2 separate regions of the Bos taurus genome follow, and region 2 is linked to region 1. A link is a contact called in public Hi-C data. All regions are on one chromosome and are shown on one strand. The core of a region is the stretch at or near the end of the contact, and the rest is flanking DNA. Distances in the headings are between cores, read along the strand shown.

What was found. A called contact is a pair of places that touch in the nucleus more often than the background predicts.
Region 2: a Hi-C map of liver shows a contact between it and region 1, with 4 times the contacts expected there. A contact is called at or near these places in 2 of 11 Hi-C or Micro-C datasets (liver and skeletal muscle).

Annotation. Positions count from the first base shown.
Region 1 is chr14:19,177,724-19,184,299 of ARS-UCD2.0, reverse strand. The region is part of intron 10 of SPIDR (scaffold protein involved in DNA repair); the gene reads left to right. LOC101902180 (a long non-coding RNA gene) reads right to left here. Exons shown (of 3, transcript XR_237318.5): 3 at 6,334-6,576. Among named protein-coding and RNA genes, the nearest start is that of CEBPD, 53 kb to the right of the region's middle.
Region 2 is chr14:19,342,281-19,348,856 of ARS-UCD2.0, reverse strand. The region is part of intron 5 of SPIDR (scaffold protein involved in DNA repair); the gene reads left to right. Among named protein-coding and RNA genes, the nearest start is that of SPIDR, 61 kb to the left of the region's middle.

The DNA.
Region 1 (6,576 bases), core at 1,885-4,384:
GTGGCTGTAATAAAATAGACAGCCAATAATATGTGTCTACAAGGATGTGGATAAAGGACCGAAATGGTATGGACCTAAGAGAAGCAGAAGATATTAAGAAGAGGTGGCAAGAATACACAGAAGAACTACACAAAAAAGATCTTCATGACCCAGATAATCATGATGGTGTGATCACTCACCTAGAGCCAGACATCCTGGAATGCAAAGTCAAATGGGCTTTAGGAAGTATCACTACGGACAAAAAGCTAGTGGAAGTGATGAAATACCATTTGAGCTATTTTAAATCCTAAAAGATGATGCTGTGAAAGCGCTGCACTGAATATGCCAGCAAATTTGGAAAACTCAGCAGTGGCCACAGGACTGGAAATGGTCAGTTTTCATTCTAATCCCAAAGAAAGGCAATGCTAAAGAATGTTCAAACTACCGCACAATTGCACTCATCTCACATGCTAGCAAAGTAATGCTTAAAATTCTTCAAGCCAGGCTTCAACAGTATGTGAACCATGAACTTCCAGATATTCAAGCTGGATTTAGAAAAGGCACTCTTAGAGTACATCATGAGAAATGCCAGGCTGGATGACGCACAAGCTGGAATCAAGATTGCCGGGAGAAATATCAATAACCTCAGATATGCAGATAACACCACCCTTATGGCAGAAAGTGAAGAGAAACTGAAGAGCCTCTTGATGAGAGTGAAAGAGGAGAGTGAAAAAGTTGGCTTCAAGCTCAGTATTCAAAAAATGAAGATCATGGCATCTGGTCCCATCACTTTATGGCAAATAGATGGGGAAACAATGGAAACAGTAACAAACTTTATTTTTGGGGGCTCCAAAATCACTGCAGATGGTGACTGCAGCCATGAAATTAAAAGACACTTGCTCCTTGGAAGAAAAGCTATGACCAATCTAGACAGTATATTAAAAAGCAGAGACATTACTTTGCCAACAAAGGTATGTCTAGTTAAAGCTCTGGTTTTTCCAGTGGTCATATATGGATGTGAGAGCTGGACTATAAAGAAAGCTGAGCGCCAAAGAATTGATGGTTTTGAACTGTGGTGTTGGAGAAGACTCTTGAGAGTCCCTTGAACTGCAAGGAGATCAAACCAGTCAATCCTAAAGGAAATCAATCCCGAATATTCATTGGAAGGACTGATGCTGAAGCTCAAGCTCCAATACTTTGACCACCTGATGCAAAGAACTGACTCATCGGGAAAGACCCTGATGCTGGGAAAGATTGAAGGCAGGAGGAGAAGGGGACAACAGAGGATGAGATGGCTGGATGGCATTACTGACTCGATGGACACGAGTTTGAGCAAGCTCTGGGAGTTGGTGACGGACAGGGAAGCCTGGTGTACTGCAATCCATGTAGTCACAAAGAGTCGGACATGACTGAGCAACTGAACTGAACTGAACAAAGATGTGGAGAAACTGGAGCCCTCATAATGGCTGGTAAAATGGTGCAGCCACTTTGGAAAACAGTCTGGCAGTTCCTCAAGAATCTAAACTTCGCATTACCATATGATCCAGCAAAGGTACTCCTCGGTATAAACCCAAAAGAATTGAAAACATATATCTATGTAACTTGTACACTGACATTCATAGCAGTATTACTTGTAAATGCAAGAATGTGGAAACAACGCAAATGGCCATCAGTGGTGGATGGATAAATAAAATGTTACATATGCATATAATGGAATACTATTCAGCAATAAACAGGAGTTCAGTACTGGCACTTCCTATTAATATAGCTTGGATGCGACTTGAAAATGTTATGCTGTGTGAAATAAGCCAGTCTCAGAAGGCCACAGCTTCCGTGATTTCATTCCTGTGAAATGTTCAGAGCAGACAGATCCATAGAGAGGAAGTAGATCAGTGTGTTTGGGGGAGGGGAGAGCAGGGAGGCCCTGTGACAGCTTGGGGCTTTTGGACTAATGTTCAGGGACTAGACAGTGCTGGTGGTTGGAGAACACGTGTATGTACGTAATGCCACTAAATTGTACACTTTAGAATGGTGGAATTGTATGTTTTATGTGTGTTTTGCCACAATATTTTTATTTGGGTGAATTTTATGGCATGTAAATTAGGTCTCAGTAAAGCTGTTATAAAAATACAAAGCATATCAGCCTGATTGTTTTCAGGGCATTGTGCTGAGGCGAAAGGTTCAATCCAAAGATCCTATAGTAGATGACTCCATTTTTATAACATTTCAAAGTGGCCAAATCTTAGAAACCGAGGACAGATCAGCAGTTTGTAAATGTTGGGGATGGAGGGGAGGGAAGGGAGGTGGGTGATAAAAGACAGCCAAGGCGTCCCTGTGGAGGACCCTGGGAGGTCCTTGTGGAGGTGGGTGCAGGACGTCCACAGTGGTGAACTTCACAGCACCAGGCACACGGCACACAGATACCATCGGGATGGGTGAGACGTGAGCCCAGGTGCGTGGCAGCCACGAGTGTCTGGTGTGATGTCTGACTGTTGTCGGCCTGGGACAGTGTGCCACTGGGGGAAGGGGCAGAACTGACACCTCTGTCCATGGGAATTTCACTTCAAAATGTGTAAGAGGAGCTGTGTCTCTTTGAAAACTTGTTCTGGAGGCGGACTTCTGTGGCTGTGAGATGTCCTCTTCCGACATGCCTCGGCCCAGTCTAGTCTCATCTCCAGGGGCGGTGACTGCGGTCCAAGTCCAGGACTCCAGTTATGTCCTGGTTACTTGTGTCCTCCTTCAGACCAAGCTTGCAGCAGGATTTATTGTTTGGTTAATTTCACCAATGCAGTATTTTCCGAAAATAAAGAGGAAGTGAAAGTGTGGAAAAGGCCTTTCTCGGGACTTTTGCCATGCTTTAGTTACGTTTAGCAGGGGAAAAAAAAGGTTGTTATTCTTTCCTATTCACTGATATTAGAAAGTTTCCATGTCACACTTTTATTTTAGCAAAGAGAAAATATGATTTTTCTGATGAATAAAACCACATTTCCGTGCAGTAGAGATCATCCTGCTAACATCTCATGTTGAAAAGATAAACAGCAGGATTAACTGTTTACTTTAGGAGCGCGGTCTGCTTGTTTTTCAGGAGGACACAGTGTCCTGCTGTATCTGGTTTCCCGTCTGCTTGCGGCTTGGAGCTGGGAAAGGCCCTGCCCCTCGTGCTACGCACCCCCTCCAACCCTGCCCCCCCACCTCACACCGCACCCCCACCCGCCCCCGCCCCGGGCTGGGTCCAAATTCCCCTCCCAACCTCTCCTCCCCTTTCTGTCTTTCCTGCTTTTTTTCTCACTTTATCCTGGAATTTCTTCTGTTTATTTCTTAGATTGGGTTTAGTAAGGGATCATAACGTGGCGAGAAGGACCGTTGTTGATCAGAGACTGCTTCGGTTGACTCTGACCTAGAATAGAGCAGCCGGACCTGACTCTGATTCCGGGAATTCTTAGTGAAGTGCTCAGAACTGCTTCCACGACTCATGTAAACATCCACATGTCACTTCATCTGCTTCTCCCTTGGAACACAAGCATCCGAAGACACACGTGTGCACACACGCTCACTGGTTCTCTCCCACTCTGCTTCTGTGTCTGTGATGCAGAGCCAGTGAACGAAAGGAGGGAAAAATAAATATTTTTGAAAAGTTGGGAAGGGGCATTTGAAGCTTCAGAAATTAAATTATAGGCTCTCTGAAACCCCCTCTGTGAATCAACAGTTTTGTTTTTCTTCTTCCTTATGCTTGTTTTGTTGCTTTCACAGATTAACAGTACATGCACATTCAGAATTTTTTAAATGTTCTTTAGTTAGCATGATGAGATGATGAGACATTCAGCCCATAAGAGAAGGAAAGAAAGAAGCATTCTTAAAGACAAACATTAACTCCATGGTGGACTTTATACTTCCATGGTGATACGGCTGAGGTTGAACCCTGCACCTCTTATCTGTTATTTTGTTGCTGGGCAGGTGCTGTGCAGCGCAGCAGTTTTACTCCCTTCCTCCAGCCTCACCCTCCTGGCTCATGAATGCAAGAAAGTCAAGGCACTGCAGCCAAGGGCTCTGGGACCAGGCGAGCGGCGGCCGAGGGTTTGTCATTGATTTCGACTGCTCAAGCAGAGAGGCGCTTTCCTTACAACAGACCCGGGTGGTGTGGTCGGCACCTGAGGCACCTCCTGAGCTGGCTTCAGGGAGGACGGCGTTGTTTCTGAGCCCTTTCCACTGCCTCAGTCACTGTCCTATGGGCCCTTCACGCAGGAGATCGGCCTTTTACAAAGGGGCTCACACCTCTTACCACTCAGGAGAGCTGATACCTGACCAGAGAATGCCACCTTCCTGTCAATCAGCTTTGTCTGGTAGCAAATTGGATTTGCCTGGTGGGTGAAGGAAACTGAGATGCTTAGGTGCAGAGTAGGGGCAGGCTCTTCACCAGGGGCTAAACAGATTGGAGTTACCTGGATTGTGAGGGTCAGAGCGGAGCTCCGAGCAGCCGGGCAGGTCTCCAGCGGTAGAGGAGCCCCTCCCCCACAGCCAGGCACCACATGCTGACAGCCATGAGAGGGGGGGAGGGGTTTACTTGGTGAAGGTCAGTCTTTTAGGCTTGGGTGGAACCTTGAGCTGAGATAAGTGGCATTCTCTTGCCAGACTCTTGGAGAGTTTTGAATGGCAGACTGACAGGCTCTTTAACCCTTCCTCCCTGGAGACATCTTCTCTGTGCTGTTTCAGCGTTTATCAACGTTTATCCAAGTGGACCACATCTGAAAGCAGCAGTTTACCTCCCATGCAAGGCTTGGGATCCCAGCATCAGTGCTCAGCATGCATGAAAGTCACCTGCAGCCTGGGGCATGGTGTCACTGGGTGTCCTGGGCGTCCTGGCTGGGGCTCCGAACATTCTCTGTTAAAACAACTACCTCCCGTGCCAGCGGCCGTGTTTCTACAACAGCATCCCCCTTACTCCCCAGTGGTAGGAGGTGGGCATGCTGGCTGTCCTGGGCCAGTGACTGACCCACCTGGCCCTGGACCCAAACCCTCCACCCCACACAGGCTGCTCGCTGCGGCTCCACACCGCCCCCAGAGCTGCCAACCAGGGTGACATCTCTACCTCCATCCCTGTTTCCATAAACATAACTGATTTTAAATTAAGAATAATGCATGGGAATACCCGAATAGTAAGTAGTCTTTCCCCTTATGACCACTTTCCCTCTATCTTTGTTCTTGCATAGTATTTTCCGGCCTTCTCTCAACTTCTCAAACATGGGAAAACTCCCATGTTGCTGTCCCAGTTTTTGAGTGTGCCTTGCGCCCTGCTCTTAAGTGTGTTCCTGTCAACCCTGTGCAGGACAGGCTTCAAGACCAGCCCTGGAAGAAGCCTTCCCCGACCACCTGGCCAGGCCCTTCCACCCCAGCACTTTGCCGCAGGCTCCAGCAGTCCCGCGCCTGTGCTCGTGTGTGTGCTTGGGCCAGGCCTTGCCCTGGGGAGGAGCTGAGGGCCCTGCCCAGGCCTGGGACCGCCGCAGTCCCGCTGTTCTTAGCACACAAGAAACCTCTCGAGGCTGGGGCACTGTTCGGGGCACGGGGATGAGCATGTTCGTGCCACTGTTACTGACTCTTCACCCCTCAAGGCCTCTCTACGTCAAGCACTCCTGCGTCTGACCCAGTAATTTTGCATTTGGCTCATTTCTTGTGTTCACACAAGTCAAGGTGTCTTTTAAGGAAAAAAGAACAAGTCACACTTAAGTCTGTGAACTCAGAGAGTTTCCAAATACTCTTATAACTCACAAATAACGGCTGAAGAGCCTGGCACATGCTGGCTGTCCAGAGGGTCTTTGTTTGGCGAGGATGTGAGTTGCAGAGTCAGATAAGAACCAGCTTCTGGAGTAGCAGTGAGTGCACGGTGGACTCTCCCCTCACAAACTAGCATTGTAGCTGCAGAAACTGAACAACAATCATTTGAGCTTTTGGAAATTGTCCTAAGGGCACACAGCAGATGGAGGACATTCCATCTGTGGAATCATGGAAACCTACTATGTCTCAGTAAGAACAGTGAGTCTGTGGCTCTTGAGCCTTGACCCACTTCCTGCCAGCTGCTCCTGCTCTAGGCTCTGCTCCAGGGCCACAGACAGTGCCCAGTCCAGCACTCGGTCTCCTTCTAGGAGGGCTGTCCACCACATCCCTCATCCCCAGGCCTCTGTTGAGAGGCTCCACCCCAAGTGTGGGGGGCCAAGAGTACCTCCCCTAGCTCACCCTCAGGGTGAGAGGCTCGCCCAGAAGACCCACGCCCACCAGCACCCATGCTGGGGCAGAGGCATCCGTGCAGGCAGAGGGGCACTGCCCAGAGGGAGGTGGTACCCGAGAGTGAAGGGAACGGGATCTGGGAGAGCAGTTCACAGAGTGCTTCAGGCAGATGACAGAGCCATGAGCAGGTAACAGAGAGCATCAGGGAAAGAGCCAAGGGCTGCCCAGGAATCGCTGTCGGACTTGAGAGACAGGAGGGGTGCGCTCAGGAGCAGTCGGCACACCCACGGGGAGAGGTGGATACAAAGCTCACTGCCCTGCAGGCCTCCACACCGCCTCCGTCCCCACACTGGACAGTCAGCTGCTTGACCCATGGAC
Region 2 (6,576 bases), core at 1,162-3,661, 170 kb before region 1:
CATGTGTTGAAAACCTGTTCTTTCTCCATTTAAAGGTCATGGTATCCGTGTCAAAAATCAGCTGACTATATGTGGATGGGTTTATGTCTGGAATCTAAATCATTTTCCACTGATCTGTATGCCTCCTCTTTTGCCAATTCCATCCTCTCTTGATTAGTGTAGTTTTGTAGTAGATTTTGAAACTGAAAAGTTAGCATTCCCTAACTCTGTTTTTCTTTTTCAAGATTGTTTTGGCTATTTTGGGTCTGTTGCATTTACATATGTATTTTAAAATGAGTTTCCTATTTCTGTCCTCTTCTGCCCCACCCGTCCATGGCTGGGAGGACCTGTTTCCTTCTCCTGGTGTTGGTGTGTGGGAGCATGAGGAATGCAGAGGAGCATTCTGCAGGAAAGAGACCACATTCTAGAAATGACCTAGTAGTGGTCAGGGCCTGAAGATTTCAGGAGAGGCATGGTTGGAAGAGTGCTGTTCTACTTTTATGCTGTAAAATTCCTAACTGTAAATGTAACATGACCAGAAAGCCTAATTATTCACACATTCCTGGTTAAGACTTGAGGTCTTCAAACAAAATCTAACAACCTTTGAGAGAATCATTGGAAGTTAGTGATTAGGTGATACAATGTAAGAAGAGTGTCATTAGTAGAGATAGAACCAACATTGACTAAATGGCATCGAGGAACCGGAGCACATGTGTACTGTTTCAATACCAACATGTCCTAGGAGCACTGTGAGTGATAACCGTAGTCACCTTTTTCTTGACTGGGAGTTATGAAATTAGTTTTTCACTGTGGCAGTAAAAACCGCAGATATGATGTCTATACTACACCACAAAGAATATTTATGTGCATGATTGCACAGTAGATAGACACTGAGTGTCTGTTTTTCTAGTCCATATTTGAAAACTTCATTGATAAATCACGTAGCTCTCATGAGCCCATGAGAATTTTGTAAAATCAATTATTTATTCAGACAGTTGCTTTACAAAAACCATATGCTCAGGACTGCCACATAGCCTAGGGGTTTACATCAGTGAACAGAATCCAAGTTGTCGGTGGGATGTCAGCCTTGCCGTTCTTTTATACTAATTGATAGGATCCCTGAGAACAGGGAATGTTTTCATGAGTTAAGGGTAGAGTGAGTAGTATCAGTTGAGCTTGCATTGTTTTACTTTAAACAAAGGTGTTATTTATAGTGTCTCTTCATGGGTGAATGCACACTGAGGAGTATGAGTAAAACATTTCTTTAACTAGATGTGTGAACTTTGTGTTCTTAGGACTGCCTCTGAGGGGCCTGGGCTGGGTGGAGAACAGGAACTACAGCGTTCAGGTGTTCGTAATTACAGCCTTCAATCCACAGTAGAATTGACTTTTTAATTATAACAAAATCTGAAGCCTAGGCCTACTTCTAGGTGCAGTTTTGGTCCATGTAACCTTAGTTGTCAGTTGATGTCAAGATATTTAGATTAGTTTTAACATTCATCTGAGTAAATCATATTTGATTGAAAACAGAAGCTTTTATCAGAAGGTAAACCATATATATTTCCAGTTTTTTTTCCTTTGACTTCCTATGCTAGTATTATTTATAACTTACTTTAAACATAATTTGAAATAATTATGAATAAATAATTATGTCATAGTTTTGAAAGAGTAAGGTTTAAAGTATATGATAATTTTAAAAGAATAAATGTTCAAGATTTTTTAACCTTTTACTATGTTGAGGAAAATCATTTGACTACGTGATTCTGTCAGAGTTAAAGATGTGATAGGCCTGTTTGCTTTGATCTTAAGACATAGTTTGTGTTGTTGTAAGACGAGAGACCTATGAAACTATTTAGTAAAAATTAAGGCTGAAAACTAAAGGGTGAACAAACATCTGTGATTTCATCGTGGCCTTCTACCAGCGTAGACTGCCGAGTGTTTGTGGTTTGAGTCTTGTGTCTGTGAGTACTGTAGGACTCCTGTGGGTTTCCCTGGATCAGGAGCTGGTTGTGAACTGCTACAGTTCATGAGGATGAACTGTCGTAATGTTACACCAAGGATGGCGTTTTTGGAGTAGGAGAAAAAGCAGATGACAGAAACTAGAGGAAAAGAGATGCATTTTTTTCTGAAAGTATGTAGACTGCCTGCAGATTGTGTGTTCCTTGCCTCCTCATTTGCATCTCACCCTTGTGGACGAGTTAACGTAACCTGTGTGGGAATGACATAACTTTCCTATCTCTCACTTAATTCTGACTGCATCGTGTGAGGGGACTGCACGGTGGCCCACATTTTTCTCCAGGGCTTTCTGCGGAAGTGAGTCAATACGTTGTTTCTGGCTTTACTTGCTGGCCCTCCCTCCCATGCCAGCGCTGGGTGCATTGGAATTTTCCAGGTATATCATTAGAGGAGGCAGCACAGAAGGGCCGGAGCAAGATTCACAGTGCCTGGGGAAGTCCCAGGGATTGTTCCAGGAAGTACTGAAAGTGAGCCAGATGGAGTAGGGGTAAAAAAATGACCTGAATTAAAAATGGACAGAACACGGAACAGCCTTCATCATATTTAACTTTTATTATCATATTTAAAAACTGATTTAAAATGTAAGCTGAGATTTCTTTTTAGCGTGGATTTCAACACCTTTTTTTCTGCTTGTGCCAAGAACACAGTGTTCTGTTAAGTCATTCAGTGACGAAGACTGCTGGCTTGCTGCCAACCAGGGTCAAGTTCATTCAGATAAGCTTCAGTGTAGATAGTAAACTGAGTGAGGAACATTCCTCTGTCTTGGCATGTTAGGTGGGTTTGGAGGATCAGTTGTTTTCGAAGATTGTTGTGCTAATGTCACATTCTTGTCTGTTTGTTGACTCTGAGTCTGACTTAGTGAAATAGCGCTGCTCTCCTAACCATTCCAGACGAGTACCTCGCAGGCCCTGGATGAGCTCTGCTCTGTCATGTGAACTGTGCTTTACACCACTGAAGGGAACACGCAGGATTCAAGAAGTGCTCTTTTCAGTCACATATGCACATCAAAGCTGGAAAAGGTGGATTAGAAGCAAGAAAAATGCTATTAAATACCCATCTTTAAGGATTTTATTCATCCTTTCACTCATTGGAATGGTTCTTTCTTAGTTCCTTGGTTTAATTTCTCAGTTACCATCTTTGTTTTCCAGTTTCAGAAATTCATTGACTCTGTTATATTAAAAATTACTAAGTACACAGAAATATAACGACTAGAGCTATTTTGCCTGAAAATTACATTTAAACAGTTTTTTTCTGAAAGTATTTAATTTGTCAGTGTGTGATTGAGCAAACACATCTTGGCTTATAAGTGGCTTACTAGATCCTAGAAGATTACTTTTTTCCTGTTCATTGTAGTATTTACCCAAGGATAATTTGGAGTTGGTGTTGCTACTGATAAAGTTTAAAGAACGCGTGCATTACTTACTGTCTGCTGGAATATGTGGTTTGGGGGCCAGTGTCTGGTGATGGCCCTCTTTCTGTGATTGGTCACGGTGTCACATAATAGTTCTCTTCCTGTGACTGATCACCGTCTTACTCATTAATGCCTGTCTGGACTCGAGCAGGATGCCTTGTCCTCATCGGCTCACCGGGTACCAACAGTTGGCCAGTTAATGGATACCAGTCACGCCACGGGTCAGACGTGTGATGATGGAGCATTTAGGTCTGGGAACATATTTTATATCATAAAAAATAATCCCATGAAGCAAATAAATCATAAGCATATGCCTTTACAGACTTATTTAAAAGCAAACATGTTATCAAAAGCTGAAACATAAGTATTTGTTTGGCTAATTTTTCTGCCTGGGTTACTTTGGGCTTCTAGTAAAGCTTGAGCAGAAGAAACTTCTTCCATCAAATCTTCATGTAGCAAGCATACTAATTTACCACTCTTCCAAGGACCTTTGAACAGTATTAAATATTGTTAATGCAGATAGAATATGCACGAATTTCTCAGAAAGCCTTAGAATGTTAAGTGCTGGAAGGAATATAGCATTCCTCCCTTCCTCAAGAGGCATCTGTAGTGTTAGTAGAGAGTTAGGGTTGGGTATTATATCGCCATGGCACTCCTTTTGCTTCCATTGTGCCCTTTATCATAGCTCCCAGCAAACATTGCCTTTCTCCCCAGCTAGACTGAAGTTTCTTGAAGTCCAGGGTCTACCTGAGTGAGGGAATGAATGAATGAGTGAAACAGAGGCAAGACATGCAGATGGACAGTGACAGGGACTTTGTAAAAACACTGCTGGCAAGACTCATATATTCTCAAGTTAAATACCTATATCTGTGGTGAAAGCTGAACTAAATACAACTATTTAAATGTTCATTCTTATGGAAATTGAATAGCTGATATTCTATTTTTTGTCTATTTATTCTCCTTCATTTCTCTACTTTTATCAGAAAGCTTTATGCCTGCAGTGAGGGTGACAGGACAGAGTAATGGGGTCGGAGTGCTGTCATGGGAGCATGATTTCTCATCCAGTCACTGTGCCTGTCAGTACCCAAACTTCCAGATTGTAGTTGAGGGTACTTAACAAAGTATGTGTCCTGATATCATCAAAATTTTCAGCTGTGAGAAAAGCTAAGTGGAGAAAGATTCTGTACCTAATTAGGAAAAAGTTAAACAAATGACTGTGTAATAAGCATGCATGATCACATGGCTTAGCCACTTGAAAACGTTTTACCAGAATTTTGTATGATACCTACATTCCAAGTAGAGAGCTCATTAACAAAGCACACGGGTCTCATAGATTGAATGTGTGCTAATGGTCTATATCACTTATATTTCTAGGAGGAATTGTAGTGGAAACACTCTTCAGTACACAGCACGTTTGTGGTGTGGGAGCAGGGGATACCTGCTTGTAGTCTACTCAGTTTAGTTGAGTGTTCATATAAAAGGGAGCACATGTATATCTGTGATGGATTCATTTTATATTTGGCAAAACTAATACAATTATGTAAAGTTTAAAAATAAAATTAAAAAAAAAAAGGTTTTGATTCTTAAATAAGTAGGAGTTTAAGGAGTAGGGGAAAGTGTGAATTTATCTACAGGGATTATAAGGGAAACATGTTAAATTTGCCATACTCCCGTGCTTTTTGTTCATCTTTTACTGAGTCTTCCATCCAAATTGCTGGACCTTTGACATACTTGCTGTTTGGATCTGAGGGAGGGAACATCATCGCACCACGTTTCCACATCGCAGCAGCCGTTGCCTCCACGCCCCGACACCCACTCCTAGCCACAAGTCAGAACTTGTGCTTGTCTTGCCTGTGTTAAGGTATCAGCGCACTGCTCTGCTCCGTGTGTATCTTACAGGTTTTAAAGATGTCCTGCTAGGTACTAGGATTTCTGCCTGAAAAAAGCACTGAGTGGAGGGGTTTAGGAAGGCCAAGGGAAAGAGGACATTTGCTTAAGTCAAGCTTCTTTCTTTTATCTTATCCATCCTTTCTCTTTGGCTATGAGTTACATTCTTTGTGTGGTATGATGGAGCAAGATAGCACTTATTTTCCCCACTGTATGATTTCTGCTTCTTTTATTGAGCTGAACTTCTAAGAAAGAAAGCTCAAAGGGCCTTATTTCCTTAAATATGTGCCTTTGTTTTGTTTACTTATAAGAAAGAAATTTGAAATCTCAAATTTGGAGTTGTGAAAAAAAAACAAGAAGAAAATGAGAAAAAAAGGAAAGGAGATTTCTTATGTGTTGAGGATGTAGTGTTTTAAAGCTGCATTAAGGTCAGTAAATCCTATTAGAAAGTATTAAATGTAAATATGCTTATTTGTGATTCAGTAGATGTGTGAGTGTTTCCTCACTAAAATGTGGCTTGCACATATTTTATTCTGACAGATTTTGCTCTCCACCCTGGTAAAAATTGCCATCCGTATTTATAAAATCTGTTAACAAGTAAACTGGTCTCTAGGCATAACATTTTATTTATTTAATTTAAAAATATTGAATGATTATCTTATTTTTCCCCCAAATAACTGCACATCCAAAATGATAGATTTACACTGTATGGTTCACTCCTGAGTTTGGCACATTTTCCTGTGGTGGCAGGAAGACAGGACCAGAAACAGATTTTCTTAAGATTCAGATTTAAGGCTAAGATATCCTTCTGCCCATTGCACAGCAGTCTTGTGACGTGAAGACAATTAAATATATTCACGTCTGCTCTTTCTGTAGTTGTCTCTAATACGGAATGGCATTGGCTCAAACTGTCTCATAAGAATTTCTCAATTCAAGAGCACTTTCTCACCTTTATATTACTTCAGTGGGAAACTTCAAAAGTTCTATTTTCATGTAATCTTTCTTTTCTATGGGTTTTAGTCCTGCCCAAAGTTATTTATATTTAAGAAGTTAGGATGTAGGATACACATGTGAACACATACACCCTCTTTTGAGTTTTGTCTTCATTATTAATTCATATTCCAGTAATTTTTCTATAGTCTGTCTAGCTGGAGGTAATTAGAATCAGCACTTTTATATAATTTATTTTCATTTTAAGATGTGAACTCTGTGTGACTGGGATTTCATGGACATCTGGTAATAAGAATGAAGCATAGTGTCTCCGACCCTTTTACTTGTATAAG